Regions from separate parts of the Mus musculus genome. Here regions 1, 3 and 4 are each linked to region 2. Evidence: chromatin contacts called from public ChIA-PET and promoter capture Hi-C data. All regions are on one chromosome and are shown on one strand. The core of a region is the stretch at or near the end of the contact, and the rest is flanking DNA. Distances in the headings are between cores, read along the strand shown. Region 1 holds the start of Insm2 (insulinoma-associated 2). Region 2 holds the start of Ppp2r3c (protein phosphatase 2, regulatory subunit B'', gamma). Region 3 has its middle 20 kb from the start of Gm24296. Region 4 holds the start of Snx6 (sorting nexin 6).

Region 1 (2,886 bases), core at 88-2,587, 300 kb before region 2:
AGGCAGGCGTGGGACGTGGCTTGTGCCAGCGGCGGTGGGAGGCGAGGTTCGCGGGGCAGCTGAAGACCTTGTCGCACTCGGGACAGCGGTACTCGACGCGCACGATGCGGGAGCAGCGGTGCTGAGCCAGAGCGAAGGGGTCCGCGTACTGGTGCTTGCACAGCTGGCAGATGAACTCCCCCAGCGGGGTGCGGACGCCGCCCAGAGCCCGTGCCGGAGCCCCGGGCTCCTCCTCTTTGATCTTCAGACCCAGCACCGGGGACGTGGTCACCTCATCTGCGAAGCTCAGCCTTCTCACCGCCTTAGGTTTCCTGACGGCTGCCGGCGCTGAGGCGCAGACTGGGGCACCCTTACCGCGGCGCTGGAGGCCATGCGGGGCGGGCCCGGGGACGGGAATTGGAACGGATACAGGGACCTGCGGCGGTACCAACTCCTCCCCGGAGGTCACGGCCGCGGGCGCCGCGGAGCAGAAGGCGGTGGCGCTGGGGAAGGACTCCGCAGAGACCGGAGAGCGCAGGCAGCGCTCCAGGAACGCGCGGCGCAGCTCGGGGCCCGCCGGCCTCGCGGGGCTGGGGCCGGGGCCGTCGCCGCCACCCGCGCCCCACTCGGCGTCGTCCTGCGGAGGTGCGAGGCAGGGGGACCCCAAAAGTCCCCGACCGGGCTCCTCCGGTGAGGATTGCGCCGCGAGGGGACCCGGAGGAGGGAAAAGCGGCTCCACCGGGCGCGCGCGGTAGGAGCTGCCGGAGCGCTTGGTTCGCTTCACCAGGAAGCCCCTCGGCATGGTGGGTCGGGTGCCCGGGCGAGCCCCGGAGCTAGGAGGGCTGGACGGAGCCGGGCATGCGGCCGCCCGCTTTATAGCTGAGACGCCGGGCCGGGTCGGGCCGGGCCCCTCGGGCTGTGCCGGCCAATCAGGAGTGGGAGCGGGTCCCGGGGCGGGGCCTCCACCCGGCCGGGCGCCCCGACAGAGACGCGGGAAGACGAGCGGGCACGAAGGGGCTTGGGGCGCCCAGTGCAGCCTCCGGGGACCTCGCGCTAGGGAGCCAGAGCCACCAGCCCGCCACGCGCCGAGAACTGACCAGGCCCACGCCTGGGCGTCGCTCTGAAAGGCTCGGCCGCCTCGGGAGGTCAGAGGAGGGACGGCCACCGCGACAGGGCGGGAATCCGCGCGGGAACGGGTTAACGTCCCTCCGCCAGTACTGAGCTGATGAGAAGCTGCGAGCGAACTGCAGGGCAGCTAAATCCACCGCCCTGTGCCTACACTTGACGGCGGGAGCACGTCTGCCATCCAGTATCGATCGGGACTGCGCGCTTCTGTGATACTATGAGAATTCATCTGGGGAGAAGAGCTCTCGGCGCCGCAGATCGTGCGTGCTGGCAAACCTCTGGAGCTCAGGACGCTGCACGGTTCAGGCGCCGAGCTCTTGGCTGATAAGTGTCCCCTCCCTTGGGGAAGAGGAGTGGGGAGGGGAAGGGATCTAATTTTCGACTGTCCTCACATAAAGTGGTTTCTCTGTTCACACTTTCCACTTAAGCTACCCAGAGACATGACTTAATGCCTAACTGGCCTGTTTAGCATGGAGGAGATTGAGTGAGAAATGCTGGTGGAATCGGCATTACACCTGCTTCCCTCTACATGACAAGAGACACTCTGCAAAAGATGTGCAGTACACCAACTCAACAGATTGTCCTCTGGGCCCCTTGCCACCAGCTGGGCACTTCGTTGTTGTAGTTAAGAACCTGAAGAGATTTGTAGGTTTGTAGTACTGATTGAACGGTGAAATAATTAGCCCTATTCGACAGAGGTACCGTATCAGCCTTTATAACAAAACCCATGCAATGTGAGAAGAGGAAAGGGAAAGACCCGTGCTCGGAGCTCCTCGATAAACAGAACTAAAAGCAGACTCAGTTAAAGTGGAATGCAGGCTGAGTCCCATCATCAGTGAAGTAATTTCACATGGAGGACAGTATTTAAGGAAAGAGACATGAAGGTCTGTTTATCTCTGGCTATGCATCAGGTTATGCTTAAGCAGGCATGCGCGCATGCACACACAATAAAGTTTCACAATATAATACTTAACCAAATACCCTGGATCCTCTGGTTTTCTGTCCTGCTGTACTTTAAGGACTGGATTAAGCTCAGCAGTTATGATGCTTTCCATTAAACAGTGTGGAGCGAGCGGCGTACAGTAAGTGTGAGATTTTACAATCAAAATTCCTATCCCGAATCATTAAAATGCTAAAGTGCTAAGTAGGTTAATAAGCTTGGTTTCCTGAGCTGGTCATTTCCAACATGTCAGTGACCTCGGGGCTGACTTCTCACTCAAATTCATCTCATCCTACCCCTTGCCCACGAGGCTTTTTCCTGAAGCAAAGCATATTGGCTCGTGTTTTCCACCAGCTCCAGTGCTGCTCCCCCACCCTCTTCAATGACAACCTTCCTGGAAAACAATACCACATTTTTTTTTCATTCTTAATTAACAACTTTCTAGAAAATATGGATAAAGAAAACTCTTTGTCACAGTATTGTTGGTGATTGTAAATACGCTGAGATTACGTCGAGGAACTCACCTCTACTGCAGATGATGAGTTAGCCATCAGCATCAGACGGAACTCAGAGTACATCATGACACTAGGCCCCAGGATGGGAAGGTGCATGTGTGCACTGCAGAGCTCAGTGAGGAAGGAATGAAATGCATGCGACACCGGAAGCGCTCGGGATGGAAACGTTGTGATGCGCATCCGCTTAGTAAGAATTTTAATAGTTTTTGCTGACTTCAGTTTTTAGATCTTTTAAGTGACCTGCAAAAAGTATACATGACTCTGGTGATTAGAAATAAAAATAAAAAGAATATCACACACACACACACACACACACACACACACACA
Region 2 (3,223 bases), core at 361-2,860:
TTTAATGTCTTCTAACAGCAACAAGGACTCTCTCCATCTGTCTGAGTGGATCAATCCCCGGATGAGAAGGGTATAACCCCCAGATTCTAAACTCTTGTACTTGGCTTTCATGATTTCATAGACATCAATAACTTCTGACGTCTGCTTATGAAAGACACAGAGATATAAATACTTGACGAGTAGATTATAGCCCACGATGCCATTGTTCTTTGCTGCTACCCAAGCCAGGAGAGACTTGGCCACATCTACTGAACAACAGTTGCGTGCCATCTGTGAAATGATGAAGTCTTCAAAACTGGCCTTTCCTTTGAAATCTTCTTTAAGTTTATCCCACTCTGCGGAATTCAAAGGTTTAGTTGGAAGTTGGACAGAGCTTCTCACGGGCAAGGCATGACCTTGATTCTGAGGGTTAGCACCTATGTGGGACCTCTTCTTAGCTGCTCCAGCAGCGAAGTAATGAGGATCAGAAGAAACCTGCCCATTGTTGTCATTCCCTTTCCTGTGTGTCCTAGCTTTGGTATCCAGTAGATTGAGTGCTTTGCTATTTGGAGGGGTAGTAGGTTTAACAGAAAACCATCTTTGTTGGTTCCCGATGGCACAGAGAAAGAAGGGGGTAGAAGAGGTCGCAGGGCCTAGCTCAAAGTAAGGGTTGCTCTTCCAAAGTTTCGGGATGCTCCGAAAACCAGACAAATAGAAGGTCATGCTGCAGTGAGTTGAATGAAACTTAAAAATAAAACAGTTTCACTCCACTACGTAAAATTAAGGTATTGGGGGCCCGAGGATATGGAAGCGCAGTTCTTGAAAGTGAGACTTTTTTTGTTTCTCCGTTACAAACAAATCAAGACTATGTGTTTGGAGCGATGTAATGGTAAGGAAAGCACACGTGTTCTATTTATTAAATAAGGATCCAAAGACGTCCAACACCAGTAGCAATCCCTAAACCAGAAGGCGGAACGGGAATCCTGAAGTGCCTGTTACCTTCCAATTTTCGAATCTGAGGAAAAAGCACATGGACTCCCAGTTTGACTCGTGTGGATTATGATGGTCCCGAAGAGGGGCGGGATACCAAAGGAGCTAGAACAGGGAAATAAATAACAACGAACAGGAACCACCAATCGCAGCCCCAGCAGTAGCAAGAAAAGCCAGTCTAGGGTCCCTTGCTCTTCACAACTCTCTCCGGGCCGCAAAACTCTTCGGAGAAGAGGGGCCATGGAAATGCAGCATAAACATCATAGGGAAGGAAGTGAGGTCCAGAAAGAGCTCAGACTTAACTGTACGGAGGGTCGACAAACGAAGTTCACTTCATTAAACAACTCACCACGCCACTCATGCTTAAAGGAACCATAAACGCGGTGAAAACTACAATACCCACAACGCACCGCGCTGAACGTGGTGCTGGGGCCTGGAGCGCTTGAATTCCAGGGTTCTGTTGAGTACTGAGAAGATAAACAAACCAGGATAATTTTGAAACTTTTAGTATCCGAGAGGGCTGGATACCGCTGCGTCTATTACATCGTAGGAACGGTTAAGGTTTCCAGAGAAAGAACAAAATGTGACGAAAATGCTTTTCTCAATTCGGAAATGGCAATGGAGTCCCGTAACCTGTGGCGCGCACGCGCTAAATGCCCAAGCGAAGAAGTCACGCAGGCTTCTTCTGGCCTTTAGAAATCCGGCTTGGTGAGCTGCGACACCTCCGTAAGAAGGATAATTTTTTCATCTACTTCATGTCTGATTTTCGTCCATGCTAGCGTGATCGCCGTATCCGGAATAGCTACAGCATCTTTCCTTTCCTTTTTTCTTTTTTTCCTTTGTAGCCAAGGCTTCCGCCCGTGCCCAAGATGGCGTCCAGGCGTCCTAATTAACTTCCACCTGTCTTGGCGAAGTCTGACGTCGCGGCTGGCAGTGGGTGGAGCTCTTAACAAACTGCAAATGTAGGGTCCTCTGAGCGGGAGTCAACCATGGACTGGAAAGACGTGCTTCGCCGGCGGTTAGCGTCGCCCAACACGGATCCAAAGAGTGAGTTTGAGAGGGACCGCCCTCTAGATAGCCCGCCCCAGGCTAGAAGTGGCGGACAGGGTGGATAGGGTGGAGGAGCTAGTGAGAGCTGTACTTTTGTCTGTTAAACTTCTCTGACAAAGGAGTCAGAGTGGAATGTGCTTTGGAGATCTACCAAGGGGTGACCCAAACTTCCCTGGTAAATGCCCTGCTAGGAATGAGAGCATAACGGTGACCTCAGTTTTCCACGATCTTAGACTTACGAACCAGACTTACGAACCTTGGTTCAAACCTTCAATCTTTTCAAGACCTATAATTCATCCTTATAGGTTTTTTTCCTTCCCTAGAAATAGCGTTTTATCATCTAGCCGAGGCTAGACTTGACTTATTGACCCTTTTTGTTCCTGCCTCCCGAGTCCCTGCCACCTTTTAACTCTCTTTCACTTAACCCTCCATTTTAAATTTCATGAATCCGTTTTACATTGCTCGTTCCTTGGTCCTTCACACTTGCTTTCCAGTCTGGTAAAATCCTTCCAGCTCCACACCAGCACCCAGGCAGCTGCGATTGGCTAAAGAAAAACAGAACCTGGTTGTAGGCATGGCTCAGCCATTAAAGGCTAGACTCAAACAAAGAAGAACACCCAAACCATGGTGAGTTCTAAGGTGAAGTGTCTGTTTTGGTGGCATCTGCAAGAAGAGCGTTTGCTTTTCTACACTTAATTCCGCTCATCTTCCCAAACCTCCAGTCTGCCCTCCACTGTTCACCTTAAATCGATGAGCATATTTTTCAAATATATATATCTTAAAGAGGAAGTAGAGGCAGTTTATAAAGGAGAGCCTCAACTGTTTCCAGTTACCATTTCACTCAGGTCTTAGGTATATATCCTTACAACCAACCTTCACCTTTAGAATGTATTGTCACCAGGTAGTGGTGGCACGTGGCTTTAACCCCAGCTCTTGAGAGGCAGAGGCAGGTGGATCTCTGAGTTGGAGACCAGTGTGGTCTACAGGGAGTTTCAGAACAGCCAGGGCTACACAGAGAAACCCTGTCTCTATTAAGAACTGTGTATTGGACTTGAGTCCCTGAAGTCCCTCACTGGATTGCATTCCTTTTCATATACTCGATGGCTTCTCTTCTGTGTTCTCCTCTCTCTTACATTGTTTACTTTGCCTTTTCTCCTCCATCATTTCCATTGCCACTAACAAACATGTAACAGCCTGCATGTAT
Region 3 (3,121 bases), core at 191-2,690, 290 kb after region 2:
TGGTGGTGGTCCCCAAAATATGAGGAACTATATTGAATGGTCGCAGCATTAGGAAGGTCGAGAACCACTGCTCTATGAGAACAGCCAGTGCTCTTAACCAGTCCAGCCTCCAGATCAGCTTATCTGATAGGCTTTAAAACAAAACATGGTCTCTCTGTGTAGTCCTGGCTAGGCTAGAGCTCTGTGTAGAACAGGCTGGCCTCTAACTCACAGAGATCAGCCTGTTTCTATCTCCAAAGTCCTGCGATTAAAAGCTTGCACGGCCGTGCCCGTTTTAATAGACTTTGTTTCTTCTAAGAAATACTTTTTAAGAGATTATTTTAGGTGTGTAAGTGGTCTGCCTGCCTGAATGTCCGTGTGCCTGGTGCCCTTGGAGGCCAGAAGGCACTGGGTCCTCTGGGACTGGAGGTGCAAATGATTGTGAACTGCTATGTGGGTGCTGGAAACTGAACCCAGGCTTTTCATTACTGAACCATATCTTCAGCCCCCTAAGGAATACGTTTTTTCCTTATTTTGGCCTGCAAGAGTAATTTAAAAATTTTAATTCCAAGATGGAATCGTTCATTGTCTTTTTTTGTATAATCATCAGGATTAATATTTGGAGCTCTTGATCCATGTATACCTGTGCACTGCGTGAGTGCCTGGTGCCCACAGAGGCCAGAAGACGGCATTGAGTCCTCTGAAACAGGAGTAACAAACAATTGTGTCATGTCAGTGTGTCATGTTGTAAGTGACCGTATCAATGCTAGCAATTGGACCTGGGTCCACTAGAAGTACAGCCAGTGTTTTTAACATTGACCCATCTCTTCAACCCCAGTATTAAATTTTTAATAGATACAGACCAGAGCGTATTGCAAGTATTCTTCCTACCGCCCACGACTCTATGTGTGACCTGTATACCAACCCCAACCCCACTCATATTACTTGGGGGATTATTATGAACTGCTAATCTTTGTTCCCCACCCAGACTTAGTAAGTCAAAACCTGCATTTTAACAAGCCCCACCCCCAATTTACTGTACACATATTAAAGTTCGGAAGCAGTATTCAGCAGGAACTTTCCTCTAGGGAAGTAATTCCTGACTTTCACTGAACATTAAATTCACCTGGGAGAGCTTTTGAAAGCTACTGGGGACTGGATTCACTCCCTCAGAGACTGATTTAATTGGCTGGAGGTTGGAGCTGTTGGCACCGGTATTTTTAAGGCCCCCTAATTGCATCGGGGTTGGGAGGGAGAGCTCTACAATTACAGGCTGCCATCAGGGTTCTAGTTGTTTCAAAAGCAAAAAGGATGTGCAAGTCTTCTAACGGGGTTTCCCGAGGAAACAATAGCGATCTGAGAGCATTGTGCATGACACTGTGTCCCCAGGACATCACAGTGCTTCTAACTGCCTGGCTTGGCAAGAAGCCTCACCAGTTCTTTAGTGCCCCTGATAAACGAAATTTACTTCCTTCCTGTTCATCTTTCTGCTCTGATACCCATCAAAAATGATCCTGCCTTGCCTGTTCACTCACAGATGTGTCCCTGTCTGGATGTCTGGCCTCTGTCTTAAATATTCTTGTTATAGGGACTGGAGAGGTGGCCCAGTGTTTAAGAACACTCGTTGGTTTTGCAGAGGACCAGTTTCTAGGGTGGCTCACAACTGTCTGTAACTTCAGGTCCAGGTGATCTAATGCCCACTCCTTGCCTCTGCTGCCTCTTGCCTGAACATGATACACACACATACGTATGCTCAGGCACATACACATAAAATAATAGTCCTTAAAAATTTTTGCCATGAACCTGATATAATCTGACTTCTCTCTACTAGTTCCGGTTTTGGTTTGAAAGAGCTTAATTTCTTGTACAGTCAGAACTGCACACCCATAAATAGTTTCCAGGGTAGTCATCAGCTCCGCTCACAGTTCAGCCACAGTGATACATGAAGGCAGGTTCCAGGTGATAATGTAATCAAAGAGAGTGTGTGGGTATGACTGGGACATAGCTTAGCCACAGCACTGACCTAGCATGCTCAAAGCTCTGGGTTTCATGCTCAATGAAAGGAATCCATCTTGCGTGGTACTCAGAACCTATGCTGTTTCCTAGTGATCATTCTTTTCCATAAACGACCATAAGCAAATGTCTTTTATTTTGTATTTTATATTTATGGGAGTTTTACCTGTGTGTATATACCACCACCTAGCTTAGAGATCTCTGATATTAAGATAGATATTTAATATGTAGGGTATTACATGTATTTCAGTTTGGGGGCTTATAAAATGTCAAAAGTAGACTTGGACTCAACATATATTTATCAGTTATAATACCTTTAAAGTTGCCCTTTTTAACCCAGATGCGATGGTACATACCTGTAAATCCAGCACTGGGGAGGTAGTGGCAAGTGGATCTCTGTAAAATTGAAGCTAGCCTGATCCACATATCAAGTTCCAGGCCAGCCAGGGCTATATAATGAAACCATATTTCAAAGGAATTTTTTTTTCCTTTTCCTTCTTCCCAACAACAGTAGAGAAGAATGATCCTAAAGATGATTATGTGATTTAAAACTCAATCCAGGGGCAGTTATGAAGCCTATGTCCAGATCAGCAACAGCCAGAAAGAATGCACCTTGGAGCTCTAAGTGCTAGAGGCAGGATTCAAAGGCGAGCTTCCCCGACTTGACAGAACACCCCGCAAAGTGCTCTTTTTTCTCTTAATATTTTATGGTACTGTTCTTTGAGGTAAAGCAAGCTTTCTTTCTTTTTTTTTTTTTTTTTTGAAGCCAGCAGACTACTGCAGATTCTGACTTGAAAGCTTAGAAACCACTAACTAAAGCCAGGTGTGGTGGTGGCGGCATGTGCCTTTAATCCTAGTACTCTACTCACGAGGCAGAGGCTGGTGGATCTCTTAAGTTTGAGGCCAGCCTGGTCTACAGAGTGAGTTCCAAGACAGCCAGGGCTACACAGAGAAACCTTGTCTCAAATCAAAACAAACAAGAATTTTTTTTAAAGAAAAAGGAGAAAAAGAATAAAGAAGAGGAGCTGGAGAGATGGCTCAGTGGTTAAGAGCACTGACTGCTCTTCTGAAGGTCCTGAGTTCAAATCCCAGCAACCACATGGTGGCTCACAACCACCTGTAATGAGAT
Region 4 (3,213 bases), core at 522-3,021, 510 kb after region 2:
GAAAGGGGGGTGGGGAGAGTGAAAGAGGGAAGGAAAAGAGAGACAAGAGAGAGGGGACCAAGAGATCACATAGGGGGCTGGAGAGATGGCTCAGTGGTTAAGAGCACCGAACGCTCTTCCGAAGGTCCTGAGTTCAAATCCCAGAAACCACATGGTGGCTCACAACCATCTGTAAGGAGATCTGACGCCCTCTTCTGCAGTGTCTGAAGACAGCTACAGTGTACTTACATAGAGAGAGAGAGAGAGAGAGAGAGAGAGAGAGAGAGAGAGAACATGGTCGGAATGCACTGGGGAGGGGAAGCCTGTGAGCTGGAGACGTTTAGGGTAGGGGCAGGGTGAGAAGAGCTAAGAGGAGCTGGGCTGCCATCATGGGCCCTGTAGTAGATATTTGAGATGCTGAGAGCCTGGAGGCTGGCCAGCATGTGCACTTTGGTCATTTCAGACTTTTTGTTGATGATAAAGGGCAATGGAATCTCTCTGTAACTGCTTCTTGGCTGAAATTAGGGTGTCATTGTCAGAGCCAGGAAGGCTGAGATGCTAGTAAGGCCAGGGGTGGAGAGAAGATTCACACCAGCAGATCGTTATTTACATGTATATGTGTAGGAAGGGAGGTGGAGAAAATGAGTCAATTGCAGACACGGTGGTATTTGTTTGGATGTGAGGCATGAGGAGATGAAGGATCTGAAGAGGACAAGTCGAAACCAGGCTTGGACCTTGAGAGTGATGATGTCATTAAGTGGAGACACAATAGTCCGGGCGGTGGTGGCACACGCCTTTAATCCCAGCACTTGGGAGGCAGAGGCAGAGGCAGGCAGATTTCTGAGTCAGAAGCCAGCCTGGTCTACAGAGTGAGTTCCAGGACAGCCAGGCCTATACAGAGAAACCCTGTCTCTAAATAAATAAATAAATAAATAAATAAATAAAAGTGGAGACACAGCTTTGCTTGAGTGATCCTTTGTAGAAGTGAAGTGTGGTAAGTTAGAAATGATTATTTTTATAAAATTTATTTATTTATTGGTTTTGTGTGTGTGAAAGGACAATCTGCAGTACCATTCTACCTTGTGGGTCAGTCCTGGGGCTTGAACTCAGGCCTCTAGGCTTAGCAGCAAGTACTTTTCCTCACTGCTAAACCAACATGCTGGCCCAAGGGATTATTTTCTTGAAGCATCTGTGGATGCTCCTTTCCTGCTACTCAGCTGGACAGTTAGATCAGGTCTGGCGATTGTTTCTTAGTATACAGGCAAGGAATACTCTTGTAATGAGAACGGCTCTGTTTTTATAGTGCTCGGTCATTAGCACCCCAAACTGAGGTAGTTATTACTTCCCCAGCAGTAAAAGCTTGATTATAGCCCCTGTCTGCTTATTGTGTGAAGGCTTTTGGCTCCTGAAACTTCCACAGGCAATATGGTATTAATGGTGATTAATCATCATGTAACTCAATACAAAGACAAGAATATTTACTGTGACTTCCTGGGAGTACTGGTACAGTTTTTTAGGGGCCCTCGGGGGCAAGAGACGTGGACCGTTCTCCGGGTGGCCCTGGGGCCTTCCCAAGCCTGAGCTCGCCAGCAGTGAGCAGCGACTATCGCTCTGGGCCAACCCTCCCTCTTACCTGGAGCAAAGGACCCTGCGTCCTTTCCCCTTCAGGGACTGCTCCCCCTCCTAGAGCGGGCGGGGGGCGGGGCTGGCGCTCGGCTCCGCCCTCCGCCCCACCCGCGCGGCCGACTAGGTTCGTGGCCTTGCTTGTGCGACTGCGCGAGCCCTGGACTCGAAGCAGCCATGATGGTGGGTGTTCACGGCGGCGCCGAACTCGGGGCGCGCGGTGGGGGCGGCGGGCGCGGGGACGGCGCGGGCTGGGCGCTAATGTCTCTCTTTGTGTCTCCCCCTTTCCCTGCCTCCCCTTCGGTGTGCTGGGCCCGCCGACCCCACAGGAAGGCCTGGATGACGGCCCCGACTTCCTCTCGGAGGAAGACCGCGGAGTAAGTTGTGTCTTCTGTGGTCTCGACCCTCGGTCCCTCCCCCGCCGTGGCCCGAGAAGGGGTCCAGGCTGCGCTGCCGCCCTGGGTCGCCCTCCCGACCTCCGCGACGCGCGCCCCGCCCTTCTGCAGCCCTTCGTCCCTGGGGTCGGGCGCTTCTCGGTTCCGCTGGTCCCGTGGCCGCTTTCTCGCCCTAGGTGGGCGATCCAACCCTGTGCTGAGCTTGCTTTTCCCAGGCCCCGCTGCAGGTGGGGTGGCCGGGTTGGAACGCCCCCATCCTTGACTCTCTGGGCCACGAAACCCATTTTCAGACCTTCCCGGTGGTACCGTCAAAATCTTTCTGTGGCTTTCTGGAACCTCGTTTCTCCTTTCTCTGCTGAATGGTATGGATTTGGTCTAAATTTACTCTTTTGTAATGATTTTTTTGCAATCAGCAAATCTCAGTTTTGCCCTAAAAGATTTTTAAAGAACGGGTCGCTTTCAGTATCTTTACTTTTTCTAGTATATTCCTCAATCCCCATCCTTTTCAGGATTCTCTCGATATTGTCTCCCATCTCTAGCTCATGTTAAGGTATGACTTACAAAATAATAATTTATATAAAGATGTACAGCGTGATATTTTGATGCGTGTAGAGGTTGTGAAATAATTACCATTGTCAAGTTAATGAACACAGACCTCACTCGGGACCTTACTCAGGTACCTTCATTTTCTTTTTTGAGGAGAGCACTTGGTCTGCTCTCAGCAGAGTTTCAAGTATCCATTATTATTAGTCACTCCACTGTACATTAAGTATCCAGAACTTAAAACTGAAAGTTTGTATCCTTTGACCACTCTCCCCCCTCCCCGCTTCCTGCCCCTTGTTCAAAGGTCTCATTTCTCGCTCCCACTGCATCCCCCCAGCAGCACTCCATTTGTCTTAGTGAAAGATAGCATTGCATGTAGAGCCTTGTACAGGTGCACTGTTACTAATGTATGACTGCCACTAAGCAAAGTTTCATTGTCACCATTTTATCACTCAGCAGCTCACACTTGTCCAGAAACTTGGTTTGAAACAAGTTTCCTTGTACAAAGCAATTTTTTTCCTGCCTCCCAAGTGTGGATGTGGTGCATGCCTCCTAGCCTAGTTTTCCTTTTGTTTTCTATTTTGCGGCTACTTATCCATCCTAGAAAATGTGAGAGATGCAGGTGTTAGTGGATTCAGGATAGATGGTAACCGTGCAGGATATTGTTGTTGGT

Evidence for each region. Promoter capture Hi-C pulls out the DNA fragments that hold promoters and counts their contacts. ChIA-PET counts read pairs in DNA pulled down with a chosen protein or histone mark. Capture Hi-C pulls out chosen DNA fragments and counts their contacts.
Region 1: a contact with region 2 is called in a promoter capture Hi-C map of embryonic stem cells, with 2.4 times the contacts expected there. The contact joins the promoter of Insm2 here to the promoter of Ppp2r3c in region 2. A contact is called at or near these places in 13 of 39 promoter capture datasets (the HPC-7 cell line, embryonic stem cells, hippocampal neurons and 4 more), 3 of 484 Hi-C or Micro-C datasets (cardiomyocytes and embryonic stem cells), 7 of 115 datasets of contacts at active chromatin or transcription factors (embryonic stem cells, large pre-B cells and stem cell-derived epiblast-like cells) and 5 of 9 other capture datasets (adipose tissue, embryonic stem cells, liver and 2 more).
Region 3: a contact with region 2 is called in an RNA polymerase II ChIA-PET map of memory CD8 T cells, with 6 read pairs. The contact joins the enhancer-like site here to the promoter of Ppp2r3c in region 2. A contact is called at or near these places in 6 of 39 promoter capture datasets (embryonic stem cells, fetal liver, liver and 2 more), 2 of 115 datasets of contacts at active chromatin or transcription factors (memory CD8 T cells and microglia) and 3 of 9 other capture datasets (adipose tissue, liver and pancreatic islet).
Region 4: a promoter capture Hi-C map of liver shows a contact between it and region 2. The contact joins the promoter of Snx6 here to the promoter of Ppp2r3c in region 2. A contact is called at or near these places in 5 of 39 promoter capture datasets (cranial neural crest, frontonasal cranial neural crest, liver and 2 more), 1 of 484 Hi-C or Micro-C datasets (B cells), 9 of 115 datasets of contacts at active chromatin or transcription factors (the 230-238 cell line, the SCID.adh cell line, cardiomyocytes and 5 more) and 2 of 9 other capture datasets (embryonic stem cells and liver).

The regions. Positions count from the first base shown.
Region 1 is chr12:55,597,368-55,600,253 of GRCm38.p6, reverse strand. Insm2 (insulinoma-associated 2) reads right to left here and starts at 1,337. Exons shown (of 1, transcript NM_020287.2): 1 at 1-1,337. The coding sequence starts at 781.
Region 2 is chr12:55,301,387-55,304,609 of GRCm38.p6, reverse strand. It overlaps Ppp2r3c (protein phosphatase 2, regulatory subunit B'', gamma), which reads left to right and starts at 1,610. Exons shown (of 14, transcript NM_021529.4): 1 at 1,610-1,695; 2 at 1,815-2,016. The coding sequence starts at 1,959. It overlaps Prorp (protein only RNase P catalytic subunit), which reads right to left and starts at 1,973. Exons shown (of 7, transcript NM_025373.1): 1 at 1-1,973. The coding sequence starts at 702.
Region 3 is chr12:55,015,325-55,018,445 of GRCm38.p6, reverse strand. No RefSeq gene overlaps it. Among named protein-coding and RNA genes, the nearest start is that of Gm24296, 20 kb to the right of the region's middle. Within about 2 kb of position 1,440, at least 42 of the 459 cell types and tissues checked have an H3K27ac peak or open chromatin away from gene starts, as enhancers often do. A contact at or near this core is called in memory CD8 T cells, where this site is marked.
Region 4 is chr12:54,794,220-54,797,432 of GRCm38.p6, reverse strand. It overlaps Snx6 (sorting nexin 6), which reads left to right and starts at 1,771. Exons shown (of 14, transcript NM_026998.3): 1 at 1,771-1,785; 2 at 1,932-1,979. The coding sequence starts at 1,780.